Regions from separate parts of the Mus musculus genome. Here region 2 is linked to region 1. The links are chromatin contacts, called in public promoter capture Hi-C maps. All regions are on one chromosome and are shown on one strand. The core of a region is the stretch at or near the end of the contact, and the rest is flanking DNA. Distances in the headings are between cores, read along the strand shown.

Region 1 (4,910 bases), core at 861-3,360:
TCTGGGATTCTTAGAAGACCAGAACGGGAGCCGGAGACTGGAATGGCCTGATATAGGTATCTTTTCCAAGAAACTTCTTCCTAGAAAGCCCACACGACAGCATGGGAAAGGCCAAGAGAGTGGGCTTCTTGTGTTAGGACAATGTTGTGAAAACATGTCTCCAAGAATAAAAGCTCTACTTAAGACAGAAACCTGCATCCCTCCTATGGCCTCAGACCCGAGGACCTGGTGGAGGACTGCTCTCTTTGTACTAACACCCTGACCCAGAGACCCAGACATGGGAGGACTACAGCAGCTGGGAGGCGAACAATCCCTTTACAGCTTTCTAGCCATTCCTTTGTCCTACCAGGAATTTACACAGACAGCCAAAACCCTGCATTTGTGGGTTTAGACAGTGCTCCCCAAAAGATACATCACTGTTCTTGCCCCTAAAACCTGTGAAAATGACCTTATTTGTCACAAGTATTTATGAATGTAGGTTAAGAGAGTAAATTAAATAAGGTCACCCTGGACTAACCAGAGGACCCTAAACCCAGTGACTTGTGTCTTCGGGCCGTTTGAAGATCAAGGCAGAAGTTGTACTGATGCAGTCACAAGCCAAGAAATACCAGGACAGCCAGAAGCTGAAAGAGATGAGTCCTCTTCCCTAGAATATTCTAGAGTATAGCCACAGGGGTGGGGGTGGGGTCTTTGATCCCAGCATTGTGGAGGCAGAGGCAGAAGGCTCTCTGTGAGTTTGAGACCAGCCTGGTCTACAAAGTGAAGTCCAGGACAGTCAGGGCTACACAGAGAATCTGGGGGCGGTTGGGGGGGGGGGGTGGCACAACCATACTCTGGGCACTTTGGACTTTGCCTTCAGAACTGGGCAAGGATAAACTTCTGTTGTATTAAAGTACCTATGGGGGCGCTTCTAAGGCAGAGATAGTATGTGTTGAGAAAAGGACCAGGTAGACTGAGAAGCCCACAGCTGAGTCCAAGCAAACTCACTTCAGGTCGTATTCACTGGGGTTGAAGTCTTGCCGCCGGCATGTGTCTTCTAGTACCTGTGGGACAAATGATCGGTAAAACCTACCTCAACTGATAGTAGGCGCACTGGCCAGCCCACCAAACATCTCACTCACCAGCTCCAAGCAAACTACATGCAAATCCTGTCTACTCTCTCCCCTCCTACTGGGGACCCATTATTGACTTAATCCTCCAACTATGGCCTAGCCTGTCCACCCCTGGTCCCATGTTCTAGGCTCTGCGAGGCCTCTAGCCACAAATAATAATCTGCCTTACTGAACTTTGTGTCCACGGCCACTCTGTGGCCCGGCAGTCTTTGTGCAACTGCTGCATGACCAGAACCCTCCTCTACATGAGCGCAGCTCCAAATGGAGGTCACTCTGTATGGCCCTGCCACAGATATGAATCGTGTACGCCTTTGTAACCTAACAACAGAGGTTTAATAAGCAGGTGTAATTCATACGAGGTCACAAACAGCAACAATCAAAAGCCGTGAGTGACTTAGCAAAATTCACTTCCGGGAACACAGGCCCTAGGGTCCGGAGGGACGCCCCTGAGCTGAGCAGGAAGGAACGCCACTCTTCCCGGTGACCGAGAAGGCTGGATTCGGACAAGCGCCGAAGATTCTGGGGCTCGCAAGGCTCGACCCTGTTAGTGGGGTCCACCCCACCGTGCTCAGCAAACGCGCCTCCAAGTATCCCGCCCCGCCCCCGGGACCCAGATCTAGAGGATGGGGCGGACAGCCGCGCGAAAGGCGCTCATTGGCTGCCTCAGGCCCCGCCCACCGGGACCCGGTCCCGCCCTACCGCCCTAGGAGCAACCGCAGGGGCGGGCCCTGATGCGGCGACCCCGGGCGGCCCGCGGGTCCACCCATCCGCCCGTTCCCCACCCGGGCCGGCGGCCGCACCTGCAGCAGCACGGTGCTCGGCGTCACCTTCACCGTGTGGCGCCGCCCGTTTGGGGCCAGCACCGACACCGCGGAGCCCCCGCCGCCCGCCGGGGCCGCCATCTTCCGCTCACGTGACCGCAGCCGGCTCGCCTCAAACAACTTTATCCGCAACAGCCCGGACGCACAGCCACGCGGTCTCGGGGGCGGGGCCAACTCGCTTCCGGGCCCGCCCCCGGCGCTCTGGCTCTGCTTTGCTATTAGGCAGCCTGATGGCGTCCCGACGGCGCGGACCAAAGGCACCTCCCTGGAAGGAGCACAGTTCTGTCAGGGACATTGTTTCTTCATCCGGAGGCACGTGTTCCTGGGAACCTCCAAGCTCTGGGGGCTGCCTGCAAGAAAGCTATGCTGCCTGGGGCCAGCCTGGGGCCCACAGCTACCTGTCTGTCACCAAGTACTGGGTATGCGCACACCAGAGTTAGCCTTTGTACCTACTCCGTTAAGTACTGATCCTGCCTCCCTTCTCAAGTGTTCCTGTGATCATCATCGTCACATGGCGACAACCTTTTAGAAAAATATTTTATTGAGACTGATGTGGTAATGCAAGCCTTTAATCCCAGTATGTTGGAGGCAAAAACAGATCCCTGAGTTCAAGACCAGCCTGGTCTACAGAGCAACAGTCTTCCAGGACAACCACGGCTACCCAGAGAAACCCTGTCTTGAAAAAATAACAACAACAATAATAATAAAGTTATATTTTATGTGTTTTTTTTTTATTGTGTGTCTGTGGAAGAGCAGGTACAGGCATGCTATGGTACCTGTGTGCATTGTCAGCGAACTTGCCTGTTCCCTCCTTCCACCTTGTGGGACTGAGGGATTCATTTGAGGTTACCAGGCTTGGTGGCACTTTTACTTGCTGAGCCATCTTGTTGACTTCAGGCCCTCTCTTAGCTTGTCACCATGACTTCAAGGAGAATGCTTTGCCTATGGTCCTTGGGATTGTTGTAAAAATCTCCAAATCTGACTGGAGAAGCTGGTATACAGCATCTGTGTCACACGTGTGTATTGACAAACATGGGGAAAAGAATGGGAAGAGTTTGCGTGTTCTATGCAACCTTAGACCCTCACTGTGCTGCCCACCTTCCCGGGTCCCCTTTGGTTTTCTTCCTTTCTTTTTTACACACTAGCATTTAAAACAAAACCTCACAAACCCTCAAGTCTGTTTTCTTTCAACTGTCCCACTGTTAGAATCCTCTGGCAGAACATTTAGAGAGGTGCAGTGAGAAAAATGGACAGCCATCAAGAGATACAGATTGTTCTGAAAGTGAGCATGTGAAATTTGACCATGGTCAGGCTCAAGTTAAAGTCGGAATCCTCCATAATCAAGGTCCCTCTTTCCTTGGGTAGTAAATTAGTCAGCTATAGGCTAATTCTTTAAGACTACAATGCCATGTTTTTTTTTTTTTCTTCCCACATTTATTATGCAACAGTTTTAACACCAATTGATGAATGAGTTTTTTTTATTTATTTCCTTGACAGTTGTCCGGGCTAGTTTTATGTCAACTTGACACAAGCTAGAGTCATCGGAAAGAAGGAAACCTCAAATGAGAAAATAACTCCACAAGATCTGGCTGTGGGGCATTTTTCTTAATTAGTGATTGATGTGGGAGGGCTCAGCCCATTGTGGGTGGTGCTATCTCTTGGTAGTGGTTCTGGGCAGTGGTGGCCCACGACTTTAATCCCAGCACTCCAGCGGCAGAGGCAGGCAGATTTCTGAGTTTGAGGCCAGCCTGGTCTACAGAGTGAGTTCCAGGACAGCCAGGGCTACACAGAGAAACCCTGTGTCAAAAACCAAAAAATAAAAAAAATAAAAAATAAATAAAAAAGAGAAAAAGAAACATCTCTCTTTAAAAAAAAATCATATATATTAAATTAATGTGAATTCTGGGGTTTTCTTCTTTTTTTCTTTTTTTTTAGATTTATTTATTTATTATATGTAAGTACACTGCAGCTGTCTTCAGACACACCAGAAGAGGGAGTCAGATCTTGTTACGGATGGTTGTGAGCCACCATGTGGTTGCTGGGACATGGATTTGAACTAAGGACCTTTGGAAGAGCAGTCGGGTGCTCTTACCTGCTGAGCCATCTCACCAGCCCTTCTTTTTTCTTTTTTTAGGTTTTCTTTTTTAATATTTTATATGTGGCCAGACAGTGGTGGTGCATGCCTTTAATCCCAGTACTTGGGAGGCAGAGACAGGCAGATTTCAGAGTTCCAGGACAGCCAGGGCTACACAGAGAAACCCGATCTCAAAAAAACAAAAACAAAAAAACATATATATATATATATATATGTGTGTGTGTGTGTGTGTGTGTGTGTGTGTGTGTGTGTATAATATGTGTGGAAGTTTTGCCTGCAAGCATGTCTGTATATCACATGCATTCCCTTGGTTCCAGTAGAGGCCAGAAGTAGGTATCAAATCCCTTGGAACTGGAGTTATAGATAGCTATGAGCTACCATGTGGGTGCTGGGACTTGAACCTGCAACACCTGGAAAAACTGCCAGTGCTCTTAACCACTGAGCCATCTCTCTAGCCCCTCATGCCTTTTTTTTTTTCCATTTCATTGTAGGGTTTGAGTATTGTTTCTTTCGTGCTTAAATTGACCTAAATTTAGTCATTATGACTGCCTTCACGCTGGCTGCTGTGCTTCTTGTGAGGAGTAACTTTAAATTCTTTGTGTTTGTCTCTGTTGTTTTGTTTTATATAAGGTTTCCTGTAGCCTAAATGGCCTTTTATTGTTGATCCTGCCTCCACAGCATGACTGCTGGGATTACAGGCATGTGCCACCATCATTGACTGTCTCACCCTGTATAGACCAGGCTGACTTTGAACTGGTTGCCTCCAAGTGCAAAGATGACAGCTGCTAAACAGCATATCTGACCCAAACAAACAAACAAACCAACAAAAAAGAATTCTTACGACTCTGCCAGAGGACCTGAGTTTGATTCCCAGCACCTATA
Region 2 (4,910 bases), core at 1,793-4,292, 59 kb before region 1:
GGAGCCTGTGTGCTGCCTCTGCCCCACACACAGCTGCCACAGGGAGCTCATTGTAAACAATTGCTTCTTTTCCTGATTCTAATAACCCTGACACAGCATTCAAAGTACAAAATGCACAAGCATATTCTAGGTGGCATTACTTTTAAAAGTCTGTTACTGATTCCCAAGCTCAGGAGATGTCAACCCTCTCTTCTTTGTCCCCATGGGGAAATAAAGGAAGATGCCACCCCAGTTCAACTTTGGGGATCAGTGAGTTTATTGGACTTACATACAGAGCATAGGTAAGGGATTACTGACAAAGAGCAGGTGACCCCAAAGCAGCCACACTGGAAAGTCTTCACCTAACACTGACGGCGGCTTTCCCAGAACTCTGGGTGAAGCCCCATCCTCTAGTTGTCCCAGCTCCTGATTATATACATCCGCTAATGCGTCTGTCCAAAGAAGGCAAAATAGGAGCAGCTGTCTTGAAAATGACAGCAGTTTGGCACAGTGCACAATACCTTACAACACAGCCCAAATTATGAGCCATTAATATTTAGGGCAGGAGTCAACATACCCTTCTTTGTAAAAGGCCAGAGAGTAAAGGATTGAGACAGATCATTAGTAGGCCATACCGCCTCTGCCTTAATTTACCAACTCTGTTGTTGGTGACATGAAAATGGCTACAGTCACATAAACACACAGGCGTGACCGTGTTCAAGTACAACTTAATTTACAAATATAGGACCATTATTTACAACCCCCTGGTTGAGGTAATGAGCAAAACAATATCTGTAAATGGTACATCATGTAGTTACTAAAAGTTAATGGTTGGTATTGTAAAAAAGGAAGAAAATGATATAAAAATGGTAAGACACAGACTCTACGAATGTGGTCATATCTGCAAAGATATCAAAGTAGACAGTGAATAGTTACTAACCGTGGTCTTAGCAGGATAACTGGGCAGTGAGAAGATGTCTTTGTCTATGTTTTAGTTCTTACTAGCATTACTTTTATAATAAAATGTTTTAGCCAGGCGGTGGTGCACGCCTTTAATCCCAGCACTTGGGATGCAGAGGCAGGCAGATCTCTGAGTTTGAGACCAGCCTGGTCTACAGAGTGAGTTCCAGGGCAGCCAGGGCTACACAGAGAAACCTTGTCCTGAGGGGCAGGGTAAGACTAAGCCAATGTGACTTGATGACATTGCTGGTTCCTCCTAAGTTTCTCCTAAATTTTAGCTGAACAAAAAGAAAAATCAGGGCCAAGGAAACGGCTCAGTGATGAAATGCTTACTATGCAAGCACGAAGGCTGCCACCCATGTCTGCTTCTCCCTCAGGGTAGTCAGGCTCGCTGCCAAGCTGGGCTGGAGGGAGGGAAGTTTAGGAGGGTGTGGCTGGGCTCAATGCAGGATCTTGGTCTGCGATGAGTACTCAGGAAAAGAACACACCAGGGAACAGCCTTGGGGAACTGATTCGGTTTATTGAGGGAAAGGGAGAGATTTATCCCCATGGGAGGTGGCCAGGGTCTCTGGGGCAAGGTGTGTGCACCATTGGCCAGGACGGGGGTGTTGGAAGGTACTGCATCTGCATACTCAGGGGCTTGTAGAGTTGTGTGTGTGTGTGCGAGAGAGAGAGAGAGAGAGAGAGAGAGAGAGAGAGAGAGAGAGAGAGAGCGTGTGTGTGCTTGCTTGTGAATATGTGTGTGTACACACCTTATAAGATCAAACAAGGAGTGAAACCTTATTGGGGTTGACAGAGGGCAGTGGATTTTATGGCTCCAGGTTGGGAGGGAAGAGAGAGCTAACTCCTGTGGTCTTCATCTGAGATATTCATGGTTGAATCTCTCCTTGACCCTCCCTCCATAATCCTGAGCCATGATGGTTCCACCGAGGGCCTTGATGCAGGCACCAAGAACCCACACACGTTTGTAACCCAGCTTCCCTATGGAGCAATGAAAAGCAGGAGCCGTCAAAACCTTGGCAGCTCAAGAGCTGTCTAGCCTGGCCTACCTAGTGCTGAGTACCACCAAAAACATGTCTGTCCTCTTTCTGAGGGCCACTCAGTCTCAGTGTGGAGCCTGGCAGCGGTAGGGAGCTGGAGCACTCCTTCTCCTGGGGCTCTCCCTGGAATGCTCTGTGCATTCAGACCTCCTGCCTTGTGCCCTGCCACGACTCCCCTGGAAGGAAGTGTCCCGTTCATGGATTCTGTCACACAAGATCAGGAAGGGCTTGGCACGGCCTTAGACAACTTCCTAGACACAGAATCAGAATGGACATTTAATGCTCTGGTTGTTTTACAAAACTTCCCCCAAGGGTCCATCCATCTGCTCTGAGAAAGGGAGGTCTACCTCAGAGTGCCTCAGTGTGGTCACCAAAGGCAGAGTCTTTGGAGCAGGTGGAGGTCACTTGGGAGAAGCGGGTAAAGAGAGTAGCAGACTTCAGGAATGCTGGGGTAGGGGTTGGGTGGGAAGAGACTTGTCTTAAGCAGTCTAAGCCACCTGCCCTAGCCAGCCTGGGAATCAGATATTATTCTTGTTCACTGAGTGTCTGCCCTTACCCAGGAACACAGCCAAACCAGGGTGCTGGATTAACTCCGGGAACTGCCAATGCTGAGTGGCTGGCCACTGTCACATCCATGTGCGCAGCGGTCAGGCTGGAGCACCCCCACCTGACTGGAAAGTGCAGCTTCCCTTCCATTAAAACCGTTACCGGCTTATGCTTCTGTGCAAAGAAGGCAAATCAAAATGTCTATTCTCCTAGATTAGGAGTGTGGCCCAGTGGTACAAGGTTTGCCTTGCATGCCATTAGGGCTCAAGACCAGGCACCAGCCCAAAGAAAACACAATTTCCTTCCCAGGTCTCCGGTTTCACAGCTCCACCTCTGTCAGTCCCTCTCACAGGCATGTGTGTGCTCAATTTCTTATTTTTTCTTCAAGTCCTAACAAGCAGTTGGATGCCATATTTGGGGAGTGAGAGCTACCCTTGGAGGAAGCGGGTCATGCCACCCTGTCCAGGCCTGTTGGCTCCTAGCCCCACCCACCCCTGCCCCGCCTGCTGCCCAGCCATAAAAGCTGAGCCCATCTCTTGCTTCGGAAGAAGCTGGTGTCAGCAGCATGAAGCTGAATTTCAGTGGCCTGAGGGCCCTGGTGACAGGGGCAGGGAAAGGTGAGTGTGAGCGGGGAAGGGGATGAGTGTGAGCAGGGGAATGAGGTGAGTGTGAGCCGAGAAGTGAGGTGAGTGTGAGCAAGGAAGTGAGGTATGAGTGGGGAAGTGAGTGTGAGGAGGGAAGTGAGTGTGAGCAGGAAAAGGTGAGTGTGAACAGGGAAAGAGGGTGTGAGCTAGGAAGTGAGATGAATGTGAGCAAGGAAGTGAGGTGATTGTGAGCAAGGAAGTGGGGTAAGTGTGAGCAGTGCAGTGAGGTGAGTGTGAGCAGGGAAGTGGGGTGAGTGTGAGCAGTGAAGTGAGGTGTGAGCAGGGAAAGGTGAGCGTGAGCAGTGAAGTGAGGTAAGTGTGAGCAGGGAAGTGAGGTGAGTGTGAACAGGGAAGTGAGGTGAGTGTGAACAGGGAAGTGAGGTGAGTGTGATCAGGGAAGTGGGGTGAGTGTGAGCAGGGAAGAGTGTGAGATGTGTACTGGGGAGAGGAAGGGGACAACTTCAACACTGAATAGGGGTCCAAGGTGACCTTGTCACAGCTCAGTCCTTCAAAACCTGGCTCCCACTGACTAGGACTTCTGTCACCTGGCTGGAAACCCACCAGGATAGAATGACAACCCCATTCTGGCCACAGTACCCCTGATGGATGGATGGGTTTAGGTTGGCTACAGGGTAGCTCCTAGATCCAGGCTGGGCAGTCAGGCACCAGAGGCAGGCTTCCCAGGGCTCATGAGGAGCCAGCCATCCTCTAGAGTCTTTATTTCCACCTGGGATCCTGACCCTAGCTGTGACTAGGCATGTAGGGCCCTTGTCCCACCATTCTCCTACAGGGATTGGACGGGACACTGTGAAGGCCCTGCACGCCTCAGGAGCCAAAGTGGTGGCGGTGACTCGGACCAACTCAGACCTGGTCAGCCTTGCCAAAGAGGTAAGGCACACAGCCCTGCCTTACCTGGGCCTGCTCCCCACACTCAGGGATACATCAGAAGGTGTCTGGAACAGTGCCTCAGGCCACCAAACAATGTCCCCCACAGTGTCCCGGAATAGAGCCCGTGTGTGTGGACCTGGGTGACTGGGATGCCACAGAGAAGGCGCTGGGCGGTATCGGCCCTGTGGACTTACTGGTGAACAATGCAGCGCTGGTTATAATGCAGCCCTTCCTGGAAGTTACCAAGGAAGCCTTTGACAGGTGGGCACCTGGAGAGAGCAGGCAGGCCAGGGAGGGTCGCTGAAGACAAGGTGTAGAGGCCATGTATTGTTCTTTTCCTGCCAGGTCCTTCAGTGTAAATCTTCGCTCTGTGTTTCAGGTATCCCAGGTGAGATGGCAGGAGGGCTGTGGCCCATACAGCAACAATGGAGTGGGTGGGGTAGGGACACGCAGGATGACCTACCTGCAACCCTTTCTTCCAGATGGTAGCCAGGGACATGATTAACCGTGGCGTGCCAGGGTCCATTGTCAATGTCTCCAGCATGGTGGCCCATGTCACCTTTCCTAACTTGATCACCTACAGTGAGTGCACCCTCCAAAAAAGACGATAGGAGTGTTCAGTTTTTGGTGAGCCTCACAGAAAGTGTAATTAAAGGGTCCTCAGCACTCCCCATCCCCCAACAGGCTCCACCAAGGGAGCGATGACTATGCTGACCAAAGCCATGGCCATGGAACTAGGGCCACACAAGGTAGGCACAGGGGGCCGGGCCACACCTGAGGGACAGGCGATGGGCACCTGGGGCAGGGCTGGGGGTTGAGGGTGAGGACTATAGAAGGCTCTGAGCACTGGGCT

The links. Capture Hi-C pulls out chosen DNA fragments and counts their contacts.
Region 2: a promoter capture Hi-C map of adipose tissue shows a contact between it and region 1. The contact joins the promoter of Cbr2 here to the promoter of Aspscr1 in region 1. A contact is called at or near these places in 9 of 39 promoter capture datasets (the 3T3-L1 cell line, 3T3-L1-derived adipocytes, cranial neural crest and 5 more), 3 of 484 Hi-C or Micro-C datasets (the HL-1 cell line, liver and memory CD8 T cells), 8 of 115 datasets of contacts at active chromatin or transcription factors (the 230-238 cell line, the SCID.adh cell line, embryonic stem cells and 2 more) and 3 of 9 other capture datasets (adipose tissue, liver and pancreatic islet).

The regions. Positions count from the first base shown.
Region 1 is chr11:120,670,173-120,675,082 of GRCm38.p6, reverse strand. It overlaps Aspscr1 (alveolar soft part sarcoma chromosome region, candidate 1 (human)), which reads right to left and starts at 2,110. Exons shown (of 16, transcript NM_026877.2): 1 at 1,913-2,110; 2 at 988-1,043. The coding sequence starts at 2,014.
Region 2 is chr11:120,730,153-120,735,062 of GRCm38.p6, reverse strand. It overlaps Cbr2 (carbonyl reductase 2), which reads left to right and starts at 3,042. Exons shown (of 8, transcript NM_007621.2): 1 at 3,042-3,142; 2 at 3,960-4,057; 3 at 4,164-4,318; 4 at 4,403-4,445; 5 at 4,540-4,639; 6 at 4,742-4,806. The coding sequence starts at 3,091.